3 separate regions of the Danio rerio genome follow, and all the other regions are linked to region 2. Evidence: chromatin contacts called from public HiChIP or PLAC-seq and Micro-C data. All regions are on one chromosome and are shown on one strand. Each heading gives the region's core, a stretch centred on a gene start, on an enhancer-like site or on the middle of the called end of the contact. The rest is flanking DNA. Distances are from core to core; before and after follow the strand shown.

The links. Hi-C and Micro-C count contacts between places; a contact is called where the count stands out from the background. HiChIP or PLAC-seq counts read pairs in DNA pulled down with a chosen protein or histone mark.
Region 1: a contact with region 2 is called in an H3K4me3 HiChIP or PLAC-seq map of embryo, with 10 times the contacts expected there. The contact joins the enhancer-like site here to the promoter of si:ch211-69l10.2 in region 2. A contact is called at or near these places in 7 of 18 Hi-C or Micro-C datasets (caudal fin, embryo, hematopoietic stem cells and 1 more) and 2 of 4 datasets of contacts at active chromatin or transcription factors (caudal fin and embryo).
Region 3: a contact with region 2 is called in a Micro-C map of caudal fin, with 3 times the contacts expected there. The contact joins the promoter of eef1a1l3 here to the promoter of si:ch211-69l10.2 in region 2. A contact is called at or near these places in 1 of 18 Hi-C or Micro-C datasets (caudal fin) and 1 of 4 datasets of contacts at active chromatin or transcription factors (embryo).

The regions. Positions count from the first base shown.
Region 1 is chr24:11,195,797-11,198,496 of GRCz12tu, reverse strand. The region is part of intron 2 of fam49bb (family with sequence similarity 49 member Bb); the gene reads left to right. Among named protein-coding and RNA genes, the nearest start is that of fam49bb, 58 kb to the left of the region's middle. Within about 2 kb of position 1,281, at least 23 of the 62 cell types and tissues checked have an H3K27ac peak or open chromatin away from gene starts, as enhancers often do.
Region 2 is chr24:10,772,389-10,775,088 of GRCz12tu, reverse strand. It overlaps si:ch211-69l10.2 (a long non-coding RNA gene), which reads right to left and starts at 1,340. Exons shown (of 3, transcript XR_223045.6): 1 at 1,241-1,340. It overlaps myca (MYC proto-oncogene, bHLH transcription factor a), which reads right to left. Exons shown (of 3, transcript NM_131412.1): 3 at 2,643-2,700.
Region 3 is chr24:11,254,947-11,257,646 of GRCz12tu, reverse strand. eef1a1l3 (eukaryotic translation elongation factor 1 alpha 1, like 3) reads right to left here and starts at 1,378. Exons shown (of 7, transcript NM_001163994.1): 1 at 1,160-1,378; 2 at 895-1,074; 3 at 321-617. The coding sequence starts at 1,303.

The DNA of each region.
Region 1 (2,700 bases), core at 32-2,531, 420 kb before region 2:
TCTCATCTGTCATCCTTCTTATTCCTGATTATTTAACGCTTCTGCTCAGCTGGGTGGGGTCAGGGAGTTCATACAAGGTTTTGGGGTGAATGAATGCTATCCGCACCCCATCATCAAGGGGTCACGGTACAATCAGAACACAACTATTTTGGCTAATGCGATGTGGCGGCACGCCCTAGGAAATTTAGGTCAAGTTAAAAGTGCAGACAAGGATGTAAGTGATGCTGCGGTAGAGCGACATTGCATGCGGCATCACATGCGTGCACAAATTGCTCATATTTGAGCCTACATTAGCAAATATCACAGGCACACTCTTGGCATTTGGAAAACGATAAGCAATAAATGTGTATTTTAAAGCTTAAATTGCATGAATTCCTAGCTAAGTCTCTGTAAATTAGATTTTAGACAGCGTTGTGATGTTAAGTGTCACTCTTCTGGCAATATTCTCCCATTAGGTTCAATTCTGCGCATACTTCACCACATACATAACTGGATTATTGCATCCACTTACTCAAATAAGCACAAACGCAAAAAAAAAAAACACACACTAATTCACTCGCTCCCCTCCCCCTCGATGCCTTAGGCAGCCGGTTAGCCACTCCATGGCTGTGCCCACGTGACGGAGGGATTGAGGGAGGGGAGAGATTGTTGTTTTTTTTTTCTTATGGCGCCAAAACGATAGCGTAGTATTGCGAAGCACGTGGACTCCCATGCTGCAGTGCTCCTTCAGAATTACAGCATGCCTTACATTCAGTCTGTGTACAGTACATACTGTATGTATTATAAATGGTACACAATCCAACATTGCACACATGCAGTTTACATCTTTCCTTGCACAAATTAAATTAATCAAAATAAAACGTATTCACCCTTTACTGAAACTCAAACAGCTTTGGAACAAGTGGAGGTTGTGTATTCTGTCAAGAACTAAACACATTTTGAGAAATGTGTGTGTGTTAATTTGAGATATGTGATTCTGTATGCAGAATGTCAGTTGTTAGTAAAAAATTCTGATTAATCAGCGTGTTTCTATTGCGCTAGTTGTGCATTTATGGCGCATTACCTCATCCCTATTCATATATTCATATGCAAGCTCTTAAGTCGGACTACTACTCCAGTGCCCTCATCCTCCCCTCCGCCTTGCCACTCGCTTTCTGATTGGCTGTCGGTGTGTTTTTGGTAGCACCAGCTTTTTTCAACTCCATGGATACAGTGGAGCGCAGGAGAACTTGCGTTCAGCCAATCAGAATGCAGTAGTGAATCGTAAGTGCCCAGCGGGCTTAGAAGAGCCCCCTCTTTGCCCCCTCCTTCTCCAGATCCCATCGTAGCTCCTCTCCTCCAGCACGCAATCTCCCAGTAGGAGGCTTCCAAAAGAAAACAACCAGGTCAGAGCCTCTTTCCGTTGGAAAAGGCTTGTACAGGGAGCTCGCCTTCACCCTTTGGGACCGCTGTGAATAAAGCTGAGAGGCAAATGCAGTGTTTCTAATACAATCTTCACTTCTGTCTGTGTGGCCCACATACCCTGTTGTTTTTGTCAGGATGTGTTTAATCTTCTTGGCTTCTCATCATTTTCTTTTTATAAAGGGATCTTTTCATACATACACTTCAAGCATGCTTGTGAGAACATTACCACAAGTTATTGACATTGTTTATTTGATCTCACATTGTTTTTTGCATCTGTTTATTTGTTTTCATGAGGAATGTGATTTCTCTCTGTAAAAATGTGGGACACTATTGGATTTTGGCAATTGCTGCCCTTGGAATGACCCCCCTAATGGTTAGAAGGAGTGCTGGGTGGGATTTGGGTTTGGTAGACATGGCAGGGGCGCATCATTGGCATCGCTTGGATTCAGGTCACATTTATCTTGAGTACATTTTGTGGAGGAGTTTGAAAATACAGTAAACCCAGTGCAAAATTATGTGAGTTTTAGAGACTAATGTGATTGGTGTTTATCCTTGTTACTATTAGAGCTGCGCAATTTATCAAAAAACTTTGACAGCACCACATCCTCTTAACTTTAATTTCTCCTTAAAAACCCAATTTCACAAGGAAATCAGTCAAATCTTGTAACGTACAGTATGTGTGTGACTTTTGCAAAATAGGATGTGGTTGATTTAATTAAATGTATTGGATTTAAACATGTTTTAAAAGCACTAAAGATAATGTGCACTTTGTTAAAGGTTAAAAAAGGTTAATTTTAATTAGGTTAATTTTAAAAAGGTTATTTTTAATTATTTTGGAAACTTTTGATCATCATTATTATCAGATATTCTACTCTTCTGTGGAATTGAGAATTGTTTCAAGAAGTATATAAACACTCATATATATTTTCACTTTAACATTTTTTTTATTTGACATTTTTCAGAAAACAAATTCACAAATTAACACCTTCCTCAGTGTGTAACTCACTCATATAAGTTTTTTTTTTTTTTGGACATATCGCGGATAAATAAGTATGCTAAATATGCTATTGATTGTATTGTAAGTTTGTTTACCACATTGACTAAAATAATCATAGTTAATCATTAGGGCTGTGCAGTAAAATCGGTATCGGTATTTATTGACCAAACACCATTGTCAATAACAATAAAAAAGTTTTGTATGAAGTTTCGGTATGAAGGCTGTAGTTTTATTAAAATGTGGCTGCTGAGCACGTGCTTGGGGTGTATTTTGTAATTTTGAATGTAAGCGCACATGGT
Region 2 (2,700 bases), core at 91-2,590:
CACCTATTATATGCTGTTAAACAGGGTTTTAAGACTGCAATTTGTGTCTGTGTTTCAGACTAACCCCAAGGCCAGGACAGACCTCGACTGTGTATTAGTGTGTGGTCTACCTCCCTCAGTCAGACGTATTCTGCCATTGCCAAAGGGAATCATGTGACCCTAGAGAAGGATGAGCCAGAGAAACCAGTTTCTTTTCTGCTTACAAGTCACTGCTAACATTTGCTGTGATGTATTTTTAAGAGCATAAAGTAATTAATTGTGTTTCTCTTGCTTGCTGTTTTCATACTAGGCGTTTACTGTTACAGACTAAAACGTGAAGCTGTACATCAAAATCTGTGCACCACACCTGTACACTTTTGCAAGGTTTCTGCATACATATGTCAGCTGACAATATACAGAAAATAAAAAATGATTGTATTTTTAAGTCCATATGAACATTTAAAGCACACATGTTTAAAATCAAATCAAAAACAAGAGAACGCAATGGATATTCCGTGCATGGAAACAATAAATGCATGCTGTATGGTCGATTATAACCTTGTTGGTGAGGAATCATGCTTAATTAATATGGAATATGAACGTATTAATGCAGAATACTTTTAAACATTTATTAGAACACCTAATATACTTAATAGCCGTTATATGTTGCAGCTTACTGAGACACAAAAACAATATTTTAATGCAGGAGCAATCATTTATATATATATATATATATATATATATATATATATATATATATATATATATATATATATATATACAATTTTATTTAAAACAGTGAAGATGTTGTGGTGCAATGTGGCTGCAATACTTATCTGATAGACAAAAGGAGCTCAATCAAAGCAAACACATTGCAAATGCTTACTTAAGAACCGTTTGATTTTGCTTTTTTTGTCATATATTAAACATTATTAAGTATATGTGTGATCTGAGGTGTTCATACATTCTCTTATATTGGTTTGGTACACATAACAGCATAAAACAAAGAACATAAAAGATAATAGTCTATAAGTGTTACAATGACACAATCAAATCTTAGATAGGCAGTAATAATAGATACATAAAACATTATGAAAACTGGAAATAATGTGAATAAACATTATGAAACGGCTAACGTCTGAATACATATAATAACAAGCACATATGTCTATTGTCAAAGCATCAGTTTGTGCAGCATGAACACGTGAGGCTCTAAAACAAAATTATAACGCACAGTATTGGAAAAGAATACAGCACCTACCCTCTTTTGTTCCAGAATTGATTCGGTTTCTGCAGATATTCCCTTTCAGGTGTGGAGTTATTCTTTGGATACTTCGTCTCGAGCCCTCTTCCATGTGCTCAGAGCACGCGCTCCGCGGCACGCGCTGCGTACAGTCATACAGTCGATGACGTCACGCAGACCCAATACAGCGGAGTCGGGGAAAAATCACAGCTTTGTGTAGTCAGTGTGGAAGTATCGTCATGCAGGAGACAAACACTGAGCGTTTAAAGAAGGGACAAAGCAGGAGCCTTGCTGCGACAATCATGCTCATTGATTAGCTTCTCATATTGATACATGATATTTATATTTTTATGGATATGAAAACACTATAATCATTTCAATCACCATGTGTCCACACATGGTGAGAATTATGGGACAATATAGATGGTGGCGTCTGACCACTTCATTAAAATAATGGTTGTGGTTAGCTTTAGTAGTAAGCACAGTAGCAGTGGTTATTTCTTGTGTTTACATTTTGCCAGTGTTGGGGAAAAAAAGTAATATATTACAATTTTAGGTCAACCTTATCTCTTTAAAAAAAAGAAAAAAAATATTACCATAAAACAACATAGCACATTTATATTCACATTAGGCCTTAAAAAGTCATTAAAATATTTAGTTAAGTTTTATTTATTTTAGTTAAATAAAATATTTTATTTATTTTATTTAGTTTTTATTTATTTTTTAAGTGACAACAGATTGTAATATATTACTTTTTGCAGAAGGCTAAATTTGTCAATCAGGAACTGAAATAGCTTGCGTACATGTAATAAACATTTAACGCTTGTACTGCTTATTAATTTATATATTAAATAAATAGAAGATCTGAAAAGCTTGCTTAAGCTGAACCACAACATATAGTTTTAAAATGTGTTTAAAGAAATCAAGGCTATAATTCTCACACTGTTTAATTATGTCTCCATAGCTGCTGCACTGATTTCTGAGTGGTTTGCAGCTCAGACTGCATTAACAGAGCTTTGCCACATCCATAGCAGATGCTCTGAGCCTTGCTTCTAGACATGATTGAGAGATCTTAATGACTCAGCTTCGTTAAATCACCTGAAAGGGACTTCTCCTGCAGGCAAAACGGTCCACAACATACATTTCAATAGCTTTCATTTTTGACTTCTGAATGCCAAATCAGAGGGGGGTCAAGTTCATCTTGATGCAGGGATGCAAGTATTTATATTCTTTAATCATGCTTTTAAGTATTGTCTGTGTATTTCATGCAGCAATCCCACATAACATTTTGGACAGGCATCTTTTCGTTGTAAACAAAATGCAGTATTATACATTACTTAGCTATTTTTTCTGAATAAACACTCTACAAACATTTCAATAGTGTCTAATCTGTGTGTATAATGAGACCAAGAGAGTCAAGTTCAGAAAGAAATTCCTTTATGATTGAGTGAAAACATTGAAAACGAATATGGTTTATG
Region 3 (2,700 bases), core at 129-2,628, 480 kb before region 2:
CAAATCTTCCTGGAAAGGGTGTCTAAACAGTGTCCTGGAGGGCCAGAGTCCTACATACTTCAGCTCCTACTTAAAGACTAGAAGTTTCAGTATACCTAGAAAAAGAGCTTGATTGGCTGGTTCAGGTGCACTTAATTGGGGTTGGAACGAAAATATCCAGGACACATGCCCTCTAGGACAGAGTTTGGGCACCCCAGTCTTAAACGCACAAGGTCCAGCTAGTTAAAGCCTTCAAGAACTCTTAAACTCAGTAGCTCTCCAGAAACAGAACAAGGCAACTGAAAGCATTTTTGTATAGAAAGGTTGAAAATTCTACATACCTTTTGGGATGGGACAATCATGTTCTCACCACTCCAACCAGAAATGGGTATGAAAGGTACAGCACCTATCTCAAAGCCGATCTTCTTGACGAACACGGAAACATTCCTAACCACTTCATCATAACGTTTCTGGCTGAATGGTGGCTCTGTCAGGTCCATTTTGTTCACACAAACTACAAGCTGTTTGACCCCAAGAGTGTACGCCAGTAGAGCATGTTCTCTTGTCTGACCGTTCCGAGAAATTCCAGCCTCAAATTCACCCTTTGCTGCAGAGACGATCAGCAGAGCAGCATCAGCCTAAGAAAAATCAACAAACAAAACGGGTTTAGGTCAACTACAATTAGGTGGCACAGAGTAGTTAAAAACCTGGAGCCCCCCCACATTGCTCAGTTTCCTTTTCTCTCAACAAGTTCTGGTCATACACACCCAAATTCAGTCTACCAAAATCACATGGTTTGATGTCTCAGAGGAAAAAGAAAGAAATGGGTCTAAGAATTGTTTTAAATGTTTACCCCCGAGAGATTTTATTATTTAAATATAAATTAAAATCTAGGTCAACACCTGAAATAAATACCTGTGAGGTTCCAGTGATCATGTTTTTAATGAAATCACGATGACCAGGTGCATCGATTATGGTAAAGGTGTACTTCTGAGTGTTGAATTTCAGCAGGGAAATGTCAATCGTGATCCCACGTTCCCTCTCCGCTTTCAGTTTGTCCAGAACCCAGGCATACTTGAAGGAACTCTTTCCCATCTTAAAGAGAGGGAAAGAAAAAAAAAGCATAAATAGCCAAAGCAGTTTAAGAAATAACTAAAAGGAATTAAAGGTGAATACTTACTTGGGTTGCAGCCTTCTCATACTTCTCAATTGTTCGATGGTCAATTCCTCCACATTTATAAACCAAATGACCAGTGGTTGTGGATTTGCCACCATCTACATGGCCAATGATAACCAAGTTGATATGAATCCTTTCTTTTGCCATTTGGTAAATTACACGTTTTACACCCTCCAAACTACCAAATTTCAGATACACTCTTTGTTCTTCTTGTGACTTCAGACCGGTATCAAGCAAATTGAACGCTTAAGTATGGAAACTGCTAATTAAGTTCTGGTGTGATCAATAACACCTTAATCTATTAAGCTATTAACTAAAATACGTAATCGTATAGGCTTATAAGTACAACAAACAAATATCAGTCATCCATAATAACTTCTACTGAAAACCGTAGCCTAATCCTTTATGTGTGTTATTTTTTTTTTCTCTCGACGTCAGTGGAACCAGATAGCCTACCAATTGTTTTCTAACAATAGCTAGTGATAAATAATGCAAATGAGCGGAAGCTATGGTTGCATTTAAAAGCTGAGATCTATCCAGATTCTAAACTTATAATCATTGATATTTTAAAGGCAGACCGGGAATTCCAACAACTAGCTGCTTTACATGACTGTTGTCTGTTTAATGTTATAATTTATTATTATAATTTGTATTATGATTATTTTTTTATTGTTCTGGTTCATGGCAAAATAATACAAATGTTACAGATGATCACTGGTGACCTACTAAATGAAAAGCCAGAATGTATACAGTGGTTATATAGACAAAAGTACAGTATTATTAAAAGAACCTGGTAAGTAGTTTTAAATTGTGTTACAAGACACTGTCACATAAGACCAAAAGTCTTCCCATCATTAAGATATATACAGGGACACCTGCTTTGTCCTTATTTTGTGATTTGCAAAGTAAATGTTCATACGAATTTTATTTTAGTCATAATATTGGCCCATTCATTTAACTCTGGAATTTTGGGAGTTTTCCAGTGTATAATAATAATAATAATAATAATAATAATAATAATTATTATTATAATCATCATCATCGTTATAGTTGCTGTTGTCATCAGCAAATTATATTTCATACATATCCATTTTCTGGTGACATTTGTACCATACTTGACTGTGGCTTTAGTTATTTAGATTATTTTTATTAGAATAGAAATGTTTTTGATTTTATATATATATATATATATATATATATATATATATATATATATATATATATATATATATATATATATATATATATATATATATATATAAAATAGGCTACTTGTTGCATGTGCTCAGGTTTACATAACATGAATGAGCTTATCCATCAGGTGTGTCGCTGCGCAAACGCATACATTAGCCAGCAGGGGGCGCGATGGATATAACAGTACTTTTAGATATTTCTTAAAATCATCGCTTGCCTAATGTACATGAGTCTATTAATACGCATTAATAGTAGTGTGCTTTAGTTTTCATATTGTGTAACAACGCTTGGTGGTAAATTAAAGGTATGGTCACAATAAATGTAAGAAGCGCAGTGACGTTTTATGAACC